Linked DNA regions of Ovis aries: region 1 is linked to region 2. The links are chromatin contacts, called in public Hi-C maps. All regions are on one chromosome and are shown on one strand. The core of a region is the stretch at or near the end of the contact, and the rest is flanking DNA. Distances in the headings are between cores, read along the strand shown. Region 1 holds the start of MAP4K4 (mitogen-activated protein kinase kinase kinase kinase 4). Region 2 overlaps MAP4K4 (mitogen-activated protein kinase kinase kinase kinase 4).

What was found. A called contact is a pair of places that touch in the nucleus more often than the background predicts.
Region 1: a contact with region 2 is called in a Hi-C map of hypothalamus, with 2.5 times the contacts expected there. The contact joins the promoter of MAP4K4 here to the enhancer-like site in region 2. A contact is called at or near these places in 5 of 16 Hi-C or Micro-C datasets (blood, hypothalamus and tail adipose tissue).

The regions. Positions count from the first base shown.
Region 1 is chr3:99,986,819-99,991,576 of ARS-UI_Ramb_v3.0, forward strand. MAP4K4 (mitogen-activated protein kinase kinase kinase kinase 4) reads right to left here and starts at 1,703. Exons shown (of 31, transcript XM_060412402.1): 1 at 1,374-1,703; 2 at 967-1,032. The coding sequence starts at 1,430. It overlaps LOC132659419 (a long non-coding RNA gene), which reads left to right. Exons shown (of 2, transcript XR_009599868.1): 1 at 1-1,054; 2 at 2,193-2,473.
Region 2 is chr3:99,942,700-99,947,798 of ARS-UI_Ramb_v3.0, forward strand. The region is part of intron 2 of MAP4K4 (mitogen-activated protein kinase kinase kinase kinase 4); the gene reads right to left. Among named protein-coding and RNA genes, the nearest start is that of TRNAG-UCC, 25 kb to the right of the region's middle. Within about 2 kb of position 1,507, at least 16 of the 54 cell types and tissues checked have an H3K27ac peak or open chromatin away from gene starts, as enhancers often do. A contact at or near this core is called in hypothalamus, where this site is marked.

The sequences.
Region 1 (4,758 bases), core at 453-2,952, 44 kb after region 2:
TTGAAGAGAACCTTCAGTAACAAGAAACAAATCAGAACACGGAGCATTTCACATTCTGTTTCAAACATTCAAGGGCCCTGCCTCCATTAGCCAGAGCTCTGGGTAATCTCCACAACGTGCACCGAACAAAACCAGCAACAAGCTTAGTCTCATCAGGTGTCTGTTACTCAGGGCCGACTCAGAGTCTCCGAATTTGTTAGTTTCAAGGGACTGGGGGTTGGTGAGGGGGGGGGGGGGGGGGAGGCTCATGTTAAAAAAAGAGAAAGACCTGGGGTTGGTGTGAAATCTGGGCACCCTCGCCACTCCTGAGCTCTGTCTCATTTCTGTTTCAATTACACACCTGTCAAACAGGTTATTCCTGGAATTCAGACTGTATAATCCTCACCCTGTAATTCTTCCTGCTCCTGCTACCCAAACACACAGCCCTCCCCTGTTCCCCAAAATATGCGCCCATCGGTAGAACGTATGCTGGTGATAAAGCAGAACCAGGTATCAGCAAACTCCGCTCCCTGGGCTCCCGGCGAACATTCAAACAAGGCAACACGAAGACAATTCTCAAGGCCAAGGCAGTGCTTTGGGATAATCACAGGCGAGGCCTGCCTATTCTGAATTTTAATGAACACACTAACTCCGAAGGCCAGATCTGGGAAAAACGGGGGTGGGGGGGGGGGGGGGGGGCATGTAGGCTGCCTGATGGAAAAAAAAAAAAAACGCTTTTCCATTTTATGGAAGTGCATGCCTGAGAGTGGAGCGTTATTTCCTTATCTGAGAGCCAGGAAATGAGGTCTTTTCAGGCCAGTGTGAATATAAACTCTGCTAAAAAACAGCGGGACGACGAGGCAAGCCCCCTCTCCCAACTTCAGCCGCGCGGCGTGGCCTCCGGGCGGCGGCGTGTCCATCCCCCGGCGCCCCCGGACCAGAAGTTTCAACCCGTCCCCGGGAAACAAAGGAGGCGCCCGCACCGACCTTATAGACTTGTCCGTAGGTGCCATTTCCCACCACTTCTACCAGCTCGAAAATCCCCGCCGGATCCTGGAGGAGAAGGAGGGGAGGGGTGAGCGTCGGAAAGCAGCACAACAATGAATAAAGCAGCAGGACAGCCGGAGAGAAAGGGCGGCGACCCCGGCGGTGGGCTTCGTGCGGTGGGGTCGCGGGAGCCCAAGGGCCGCGATCCGGGGGCCGGGGGTCCCGGGCGGCGGCGGCGCCGGCGAAGGGTCGCGCCCCGGGGGCCCCCGCACCCGTCGACGCGGGCAGACAAAGGGGCCGCCGTACCCGCGGTTCTTCCCGCGGCGGCGCCCGGGCGGCCAGGGCGCGGCCCCGGGTCCCCGCGCGCCCCGCGCCCCGCGCCCGGGTGCTCCTGGGCCGCCACTCACCCGCAGGGAGGACAGGTCGATGTCCACCAGACTTTTGGCAGGGGAGTCGTTCGCCATCTTCCCTTTCTGCCTCCGCGGATCGGCCACGATCAGTAGGTCTCCGGCGTGTTTCTGGGCGTCGGAGGCCCGGCGGGCGGCGCGGGCCCGCGGGCGAGGCCGGGGGCGGCGGGCGGGGCGAGCGCGGGTGGGCGGCGGCGGCGGCGGCGCTCACTCCATGGCCGGGGCGGCCGGCAGGCCCCCGGGCGTCGCCCGCGCCTCAGGCCCCGGCCCCGCGCCCCGCGCGCGCCTGCACTAGCGGCCCGGAGCAGGGGCCGCGGCGCCGCCGAGTGTGGAGCCCAGAGCGCGAGGCCGCCAGACAAAGATGAGCGGGGGGCGGGGGCGGTGGCGGCGCGGGAGGAGGAGACACGGGACACCGAAATCGCACTCGGAGGAGAGCGAACAGCTCCCCCTTTCCTCCTCTGGCAGGAAAAGCGGGCGGAAGCGCGCTCGCGCCCGGAGGCGGCAGGGCGGGGGGCGCGGGGTGGGGCCCGGGCGGCGACCGCGCGCGGGGCCGGAGGGGGGCGCACCCGGGACAAAGGGAAGCCAGCCCGGACCCCCCACCTCCCTGCCTCGGGCGGAGGGGCGGGCCGACCCCCGCCCCCGCGGAGCCCCGCCCCGCCGCGCCCCGCCCCGCCCCGCCGGGATCCCGGAGCTGGAGGGTCCGCCCGGCCCCCGCGCCCCCCTTCTTCCCTTCGCGTCCCCCACCGCCGAGTCTGCCCCTGAAGACCCTCGTTTCCGGTTTCCCTAGCGGCTTCTCGGGTCCTTTCTCTTCTTTTCCAGGCTGAACCGGTGACCTCGTTGTAGTTGGGGATTCGCCGAGCATCACTCGGCCGACGCGTCCCGAGACTTTAGGCGGAAACTGAATCCGAACCGCTCCGTTCACTGCCTTGCCCCGAGTTCCTCACTGTGGACGAGGCGAGGACCAGGAGTCTTGCCCCAAGTTCTGTGCCTAGAGATCGCTGAGGAGCGATGGACAGGCTTCTTCCGGCAACTTTGGAAGCCAGTCAGCAGTTAGACAGTTTCATCCTGTTTAACGTGAATAAATGGTCTGCAAACAGTCATTGCATCACTGTCACTCCGCTGGCCAAACACCCTAATGGCTCCGTATTCCCTCACCGCAGGGTCCAAGAATCACCGAAAGGGACTGCAAAGGCGCTGATCGCCTACCCCACCTCCAGAGTTTGATCCACCAAGTGTGGGGTAGGCCTGAGAGGCCTCATTCTCTGTACAGGCGATGCTGAGTTGCTGCGACGGGAAGTTTGAGAACTGGGGCTCACAGGATGAAACTCCAAGGCCTTTGCGATCGGGCTTCGCCAGCATCATTATTTACCAGTACTTAGTTTACACACAGTGTCTACTGAAGCCCTCCTATGGCCCTAGGGTGATGCTAACCTCATTTTAGGGCTGAGGAAGCTGAAAGAGAAGTTGTTGTTCAGTCAAGTCTGAGAGACTCTTTGTGACCCCCATGGACTGCATCGTGCCAGGCTTCCCTATCCTTCATTGTCTCCCAGAGTTTGCTCAAACTCATGTCCATTGAGTAGGGACGCCATCCAACCATCTCATCCTCTGTTGTCCCCTTCTCCTCCTGCCCTCAATCTTTCCCAGCATCAGGGTCTTTTCCAAGAGTCAGCTCTTCACATCCAGTGGCCAAACGATTGAATCGAAGGGATTTTCCTAGTCTTTAAAGGCATAGCCCATAAGTGGAGCACGGACTCCCACCAGCCTGTTCCCAAACCAAGTGCCTGAGCCAAGTTAGTCTTGGACCAGAACAGTGTTTCCCACTCCTCTGTCTCCCAAAACGCCAAGATTTTCAACTCTGAGACTCTCTCATAAGGCTAAAATATATTCAGGGACTCCTGGAATCCATTGATCAGGAAAATCATAGTAAGCACAGTGTTTCTGTGAATTTAATGGTGCCTTTCTTGTGAGGACGAGGGGTGTGGCACTGCACCCATGACCTGTGGGATCTTAGTTCCACAACCAAGGACTGAACCCAGGCCATGTCAGTGAAAGCACCTGGTCCTAACCACTGGACTGCCAGGGAATTCTTAGTGGTGCTTTTAAATAAATTTGGTTTTTAATCTACCAACCGCAGTGGACTTATCTATAGGTATAAAGTAAATAATTTACTCAGAGAGTTAGATTGGTGTCAGTGTGAACTTTCAGATTGTAGTATTAGTAATAATATTTTAGTAGTATTTCTTATTAACAAGAGGGCTTCCCTGGTGGTTCAGAGGTTAAAGTGTCTGCTTCCAATGCAAGAGACGTGGGTTCGATCTCTGGGTCGGGAAGATTCCCCTGGAGAAGAAAATGGTAACCCACTCCAGTATTCTTGCCTGGAGAATCCCATGGACAGAGAAGCCTGGTGGGCTACAGTCCACAGGGCCGCAAAGAGTCAGACACAACTGAGTGACTTCACTCACTCACTCACTCAACATGTATTGGGTCTAAACAATGTACTAAACCCTTTACATATGTTATCCTCCTTATTCTTCGCATTAACCCAAAAGGGTAGGTACTCTTATTTTTCTTACTTTACACATTAGGAGAGTGGCCCCAAACCTTTCGGGAACCAGGAACCAACTTCGTGGAAGACGATTTTTTTATGGACGGGGGATGGGGGAGATGGTTTGGGGATAATCCAAATGCGTTACATTTCTTGTGCACTTTATTTCTATTATTGTTACATCAGCTCCACCTCAGAGCATCAGCATTAGATCCCACAGGGTGGGGACCCCTGCATTAGGAAACCAGCATCTAAAGATATTAATTGACCTGCTCGGTGCTCACTGGTGTTCACAGCTGACCCCAATGCAGACACTCCAGGGTCCCCCAAGTCAGCCTCCTTCCGCGGGTTCACTGTTATGTGACTCTTTGTCATGTCCGACTCTTTGCGACCCCATGGACTGCAGCCCACCAGGCCCCTCTGTCCATGGGATTCTCCAGGCAGAATATTAGAGTGAGTAGCCATTTCCTTCTCCAGGGGATCTCCCCGACGCAGGGATGGAACCTGTGTCTCCTGAATTGCAGGCAGATTCTTTACTGCCTGAGCCACCAGGGAAGCCCACAAGTTCACTGCCTGCCTCAAATGTAACTCCGTGACACTGAGGCCGACTCCAGACCACCCCCTTCTTTGCCTAGCCAAATTCTCTTCATCACCTCCAGTTCAATCCAGAAACTGACTCCTCTTTCTACCAGCTGCTTCTAAATCTCCTAAGCTACTCTTCTCTGTATCAGCATTGTGATGACTGTCTCTTAGTTTCAATTCAGTACCTTTTCTTAAGTCCCTCCCCAGGGCAAGGGCTTAGCCACCGCCCAGGGTATAAGGGCGATCAGGACAAGCTAC
Region 2 (5,099 bases), core at 257-2,756:
ATGATAAACACTGTCCTGTAACCGCTCCCCCCACCAAATCGTGTTCACAACCCCCTCCGTTCCCACACAAATCGTCATCAACCAAAGTCAGCTGGTGAGGACTGAGGGGACGCTGTTCCCTTTAGAACCAGCCAACAGGCCACCACACATTCCATGGCTTTGTTGAATCTACTCTGCTTAGTGGGTGGATGCTAACAATGCTTTTCCCAACTGAGAGCCTCCAGTATACCGTGACCAGGACAAAATCAGGTGGCGCTAGAGGTAAAGAACCCGCCTGCCAGTGCAGGAGATGTAAGAGACGTGGGTTCGATCCCTGGGTGGGGCAGATCTCCTGGAGAAGGAAACGGACACTCCAGTATTCTTGTCTGGAGAATTCCATGGACAGAGCAACCTGGCGGGCTACAGTCCATGGGTTCGCAAAGAGTGGGACATGACTGAAGCGATGGAGCACAAATGACATGCAGCCAGTGCCCGAAGCCGAGGGATGCCTGCGGGTTCTCTCCACCCTTGAGAGCAAGCCCACGTCCACTCAAACAGAAGATGCAGACAGCATCAGATGCTCACCCAACACCGGGAAAACAAAAGCAATGAACCCTCTAACTGAACCTTTCCCATTAACAGGAAAAAATTCAGAGTGCCACATACACCAGGCTGGTCAACTGCTCCTCCTCTTCACTTCACCAGAAACAGGAACCAACGATAAAGCCCCACCCCCACAAGACACTGTTGCCTCAGCCTTCTGTGGTTTAAAAAGTTAAATCATCTTGGTGCGAATGGCCCTCAACTCTTTAAACCACATTTAATCAGTTATGCACCTGTCTTAAAAAGATGCATAACTGATTAAATCCATAGCAATCACCCAAGTCCCTTAGTGTGTCGGCAATTTCTATTATGAGTATTGCTGCAAATAAATGGACTGCCTTCTAGACAGTGACTGGACCTTGGAAATGTTTTCACTGGGTATCTTACAGTCACACGTTTGGGTTAAACAAACCTCAAGTGGATCCTTGCAGACAAAACTGTCTGGAAGGAATAACACATAGAAATGCTAAAAGTGGGGACTCCCTGGTAGCCCAGCGGTTAAGAATCCATCTTCCATTGCATGGGGCATGGGTTTGATCCCTGGTCAGATAACTAAGATCCTACATGCCACACAGCACAGCCAAGAAAAAATAATAAAAATGAAATAGAAGTCTAAAATAAAATGCTCAAAGTGGTCTACCTACTTGTTAAAACCCACACCCCTGCTGCATAACAAACCCCAGGATGTCAGTGACTTGACATCTCAGGATCCAGAACCTCCATGAAGAAGATGGATACGGACCCTGCTTCACCAAGTCCTCGGGGAATGTGTTTCCACGGCCTCCTGTGACCAGCACAGTGAGAATGCTTCTGTGCAAAATGCCAAAGGCACATTTCAAAAACTCTTATTTCCAACAAAGACTGGCTTTGAAAGAGCCTGGGGGTGTTGGCGGGAGTGTGCGCTGAAGAGACTGTTTTCATCAGAGGCTGATTTGGGAAAGCGGGTGAGTTTAACAAGGAAATCAGAGCTCTGCCACTGACCAGCTCTACAGAAGCTCAGGCAAACTGAAAAAGCATCTCAAAGCCTCAGTTTCATCATCTACATAAAAAATGGAAATAATAAGAGTGCTCAGCTCCTGGCATTAACTGGAGGGACTGGATGCAATAGTGTGTACAAGGAAGCTCCACTGCCGCAGCTAAGTGACTCCTGGCAGGCACAAGACATGCAGTAAATGCGGGTCACCGTCACCATTTACTCTGCAACAGGCACAGGGCTGGCAGTGTCCTGCAACACCAGGGGCGAAGCTGCTGATGTACCCGGAGCAGGAGCCTGCCACCCACAGGAAGAGTTCTGGAACTGACATGGCTTCACGGTCGGATGCAGGGCAGTGAAGACCATACAAAACTCTCAGTGCGGTTTAGGGGATGAACCTGCATTCCAACTCTGAACCTTCAAGTCCACGACCACAGACAGCTAACTTGTTAACCTTGCTGAAAGCCTCTTGTCTTCTCTCAGGCTACATGGGGATCCAGATCACAAGATGCAAGCGAATCCCCGCTGGCGACAGCACCAGCGCAGCACCTGGCTCGGGACACAGGGCATCGCTTTCTTTCCTTCCTCCTCCTCCCTGCAACTTCCTAATGCCAGTGCCTCTGGCACAAGGCGTGAGCTTGTCAACCCGGATAATCAGAACCTGGGCAGGGTGTTCTAGGAAGAAGAAAGGGACCTGAGAAAAATGCAGGCTGGTGTAGGGCGTGGCACTCTGCCCTGAGCCAAGAATGAAACAGCACACAGTTGGACAAATGAGATAAATGAGATGAGTCTGTCAGCCTGTCAGATAAGAACAGGAAGCTCTCAGAAGCTAACTGTTCAATAAAAGCCTGGCTGGTGTACTGTGAACACAGCCTGAGAACTTTAAACCTGTGTGGTCATGTGGTTATTCCGGGGCTGTTTGTTTTATTACTACTGACAGCCAACTTATCTTTCATTCACAGACCAGGCTCAGTACCTCGGGGTGACGGCATGTCATAAAACTTTAAAGTCCAAGGGAAAATTAATTTGAACCCACTTTACAACCCTGAGGTATAAGATGACTGGATGGCATCACCAACTCAATGGACATGAATTTGAGCAAACTCCAGGAGATGGTGAAGGACAGGGAAGCCTGGCGTGCTGCAGGCCATGGGGTTACAAAGAGTCAGACACAACTGAACAACCACCCTGGAAGGGAGGGAGGTTCAGAAGAAAAGATAACAGAGAACACAGAGAGAACCAAACCCCACAGAGCCTGGGAAGTGCTGTTTTCCGGGAGGACAGTCGCAGGCTGACCTGCCAGACCCTGGGTCACCTGTCCTGGGAGGAGATGGTAAGCCACCAGCCTGGTGAGGACAGCTGACACCTGCCCTCCATTGGCTCCTCCAGGACCACACAGAGGTGGAGTCTGGTGTGTGTGGAAAGTGTGTAACTGGGCGTGATACTCACTTCTGAGGGGCTCAAGGTTCAACAGCCAGTGACAAAAAGCAGCTTGAAGGCACCTGTTGAATCAGTTCCATATAAGTATCCCAGCCACCCTTACCCCCTCCACCGTTCACCCCCTTATTGCCCAAATTCACCCTCTTACTGCCCAAATTGCACCCAAGTACCTCCAACCCCACTCTGGGAAAGCTGGGTAAGAAAGCCGCTCAGCTGTGCCCGACTCTTTGTGACCCCACCGGGCTGCAGCCCGCCAGGCCCCTCTGCTCATGGGCTTCTCCAGGCAAGAATACTGGAGTGGACTGCCATGCCCTTCCTTCAGGGCATCTCCTCGGCCCAAGGATGGAACCTGAGTCTCTTGCATCGCAGGTGGATTCTTTACCCTCTGAGTCACCAGGGAAGCCCCATGTAAGAAAGAAGGTTTTCTAAAAAGAAAGAAAAAAGACTCTGGAAGAAAGAGATGCCTCCTCCCCTGTGCCCATCTCTCCCTCGCTGTCCAAGTAAGGACCTGAGAGGGAAGGACCGGTGCTCTGACATCCCTCGTGGAAGCACCAGGCCAGGGAGCTGGTCCCCAGGGAGGATGGTGCCTCCAGAGAAGTCCTGACCACAGGCCACTCAAGCCTGACAAACGGTATCCGCCCCCAGCCCAGCCAAACCATGGATTGTTCCCAGAAATGTGCTTTGAGCCTGTGCTATTTAAAGACCTAAAATCAGTCCCACAGACACACCCCAGACATGGCACTGCTGACCTCTCAAGGCCCAGAGCGGGCCAGGCGTGGCTGGGCTTTGGGACAATGAAGAGAATGCCCAGACCACCATTAAGACACCTGGACACCGAAGGTGCTGCTCACAAAGGTCCTCCTCCTGAGGGGCCCCAGGGCAACTGCCTCATCTTCACTGCATCCAATGCAGAAACTTCAGTGGTAGCTGCCTAGCCCCAAACTCTGCAGGCGAGCCCTGGCCTGCAGACGCCTAGCCCGGCCCCGTCTTGCTGTGGGGCCTGCCCACAGGCCACAACACAGCCCACGGTTCCCACCACGGCCTGCAGACCTGGCCCTTTCACCCGGGAGGATGCAGAGGTTGCACCACTTTCACTGCAAAGCAAATTTCACCACAAGCACCTTTAGTCTGATGACCTGCAGATAATTCTCTCTGGGTAGAACTATCCTTGAAGCTGTGAATGCTTTTCTCCAACCAGTGGGTCAAGCCGCAAATCAAAAAGCAAGGAAAAACCCAAAGAAAACACAGCCTCCGTCAGCTACAAACTAGCAGGCCTGCCTCTCAGGAAAACAGGAAATCTTCCAAAGTGACCTGGGTAGAAGTGACAGGGTGACCAGGGCAACAGCCCCACCAACACCTCTGCTGTGGGCAGCTGACATGGAACTTCAGACACACGCAAACCTGGGCACCCAACCAGGATCGTACACGTCCTAAGAGAACCGAGGCCCCTGACATCCATCCTCAGCATCTCATTCACCTGCAACCGCCTGCGGTCAGGCCCCTCCCACACCAAGGACGAGTCACCTGTCTTCTCACACACGCCAGTCCCAGGGACAGTTCCAAAACCTCTGAGCAGCCCCTCACACCCACGCAGCATCACTGACTGTTTCCCACCACCTGCTCCCTTGTCGCCTGGGATCTGAACACCTGGAGAGGCTGTGCCTCACTCAGCAGGGTCCCTCTAAGTTTCTGCTGATTGACCACAGGGACGTCAGCAACTGGCCCATCGAGTCTCTCATCTGAGCCCCGCTCTGTAGACGACAGGCAGACTGGCTAAGCCACGTTGTCTCTTGGTCCCCAGGCAAGAATGGGATACAGCCTGGGAAGACAGAGAGCCAGTCTACTGACCAAGTGTTCTGTCTCCCAGTTTATTTACGAAAACAAACGGGGAGCACGCCTACGAAGCTGGGATTCTTCCTAATATATTCTACTGCAATTTTTCAGTTTCTGAAATTTGTTTTCTCCTTTCCTATTTCTGTGATCTTAGTGCTCCGTCATCCAATGAGAATGTGACTGTGGGTTCCTGTCGAAGACGGAGGGCTCACTTGCTGGCTCAGTCCTAAAGAATCCATCTGCAGTGCGGAAGATGCGGGTTCAATCCTTG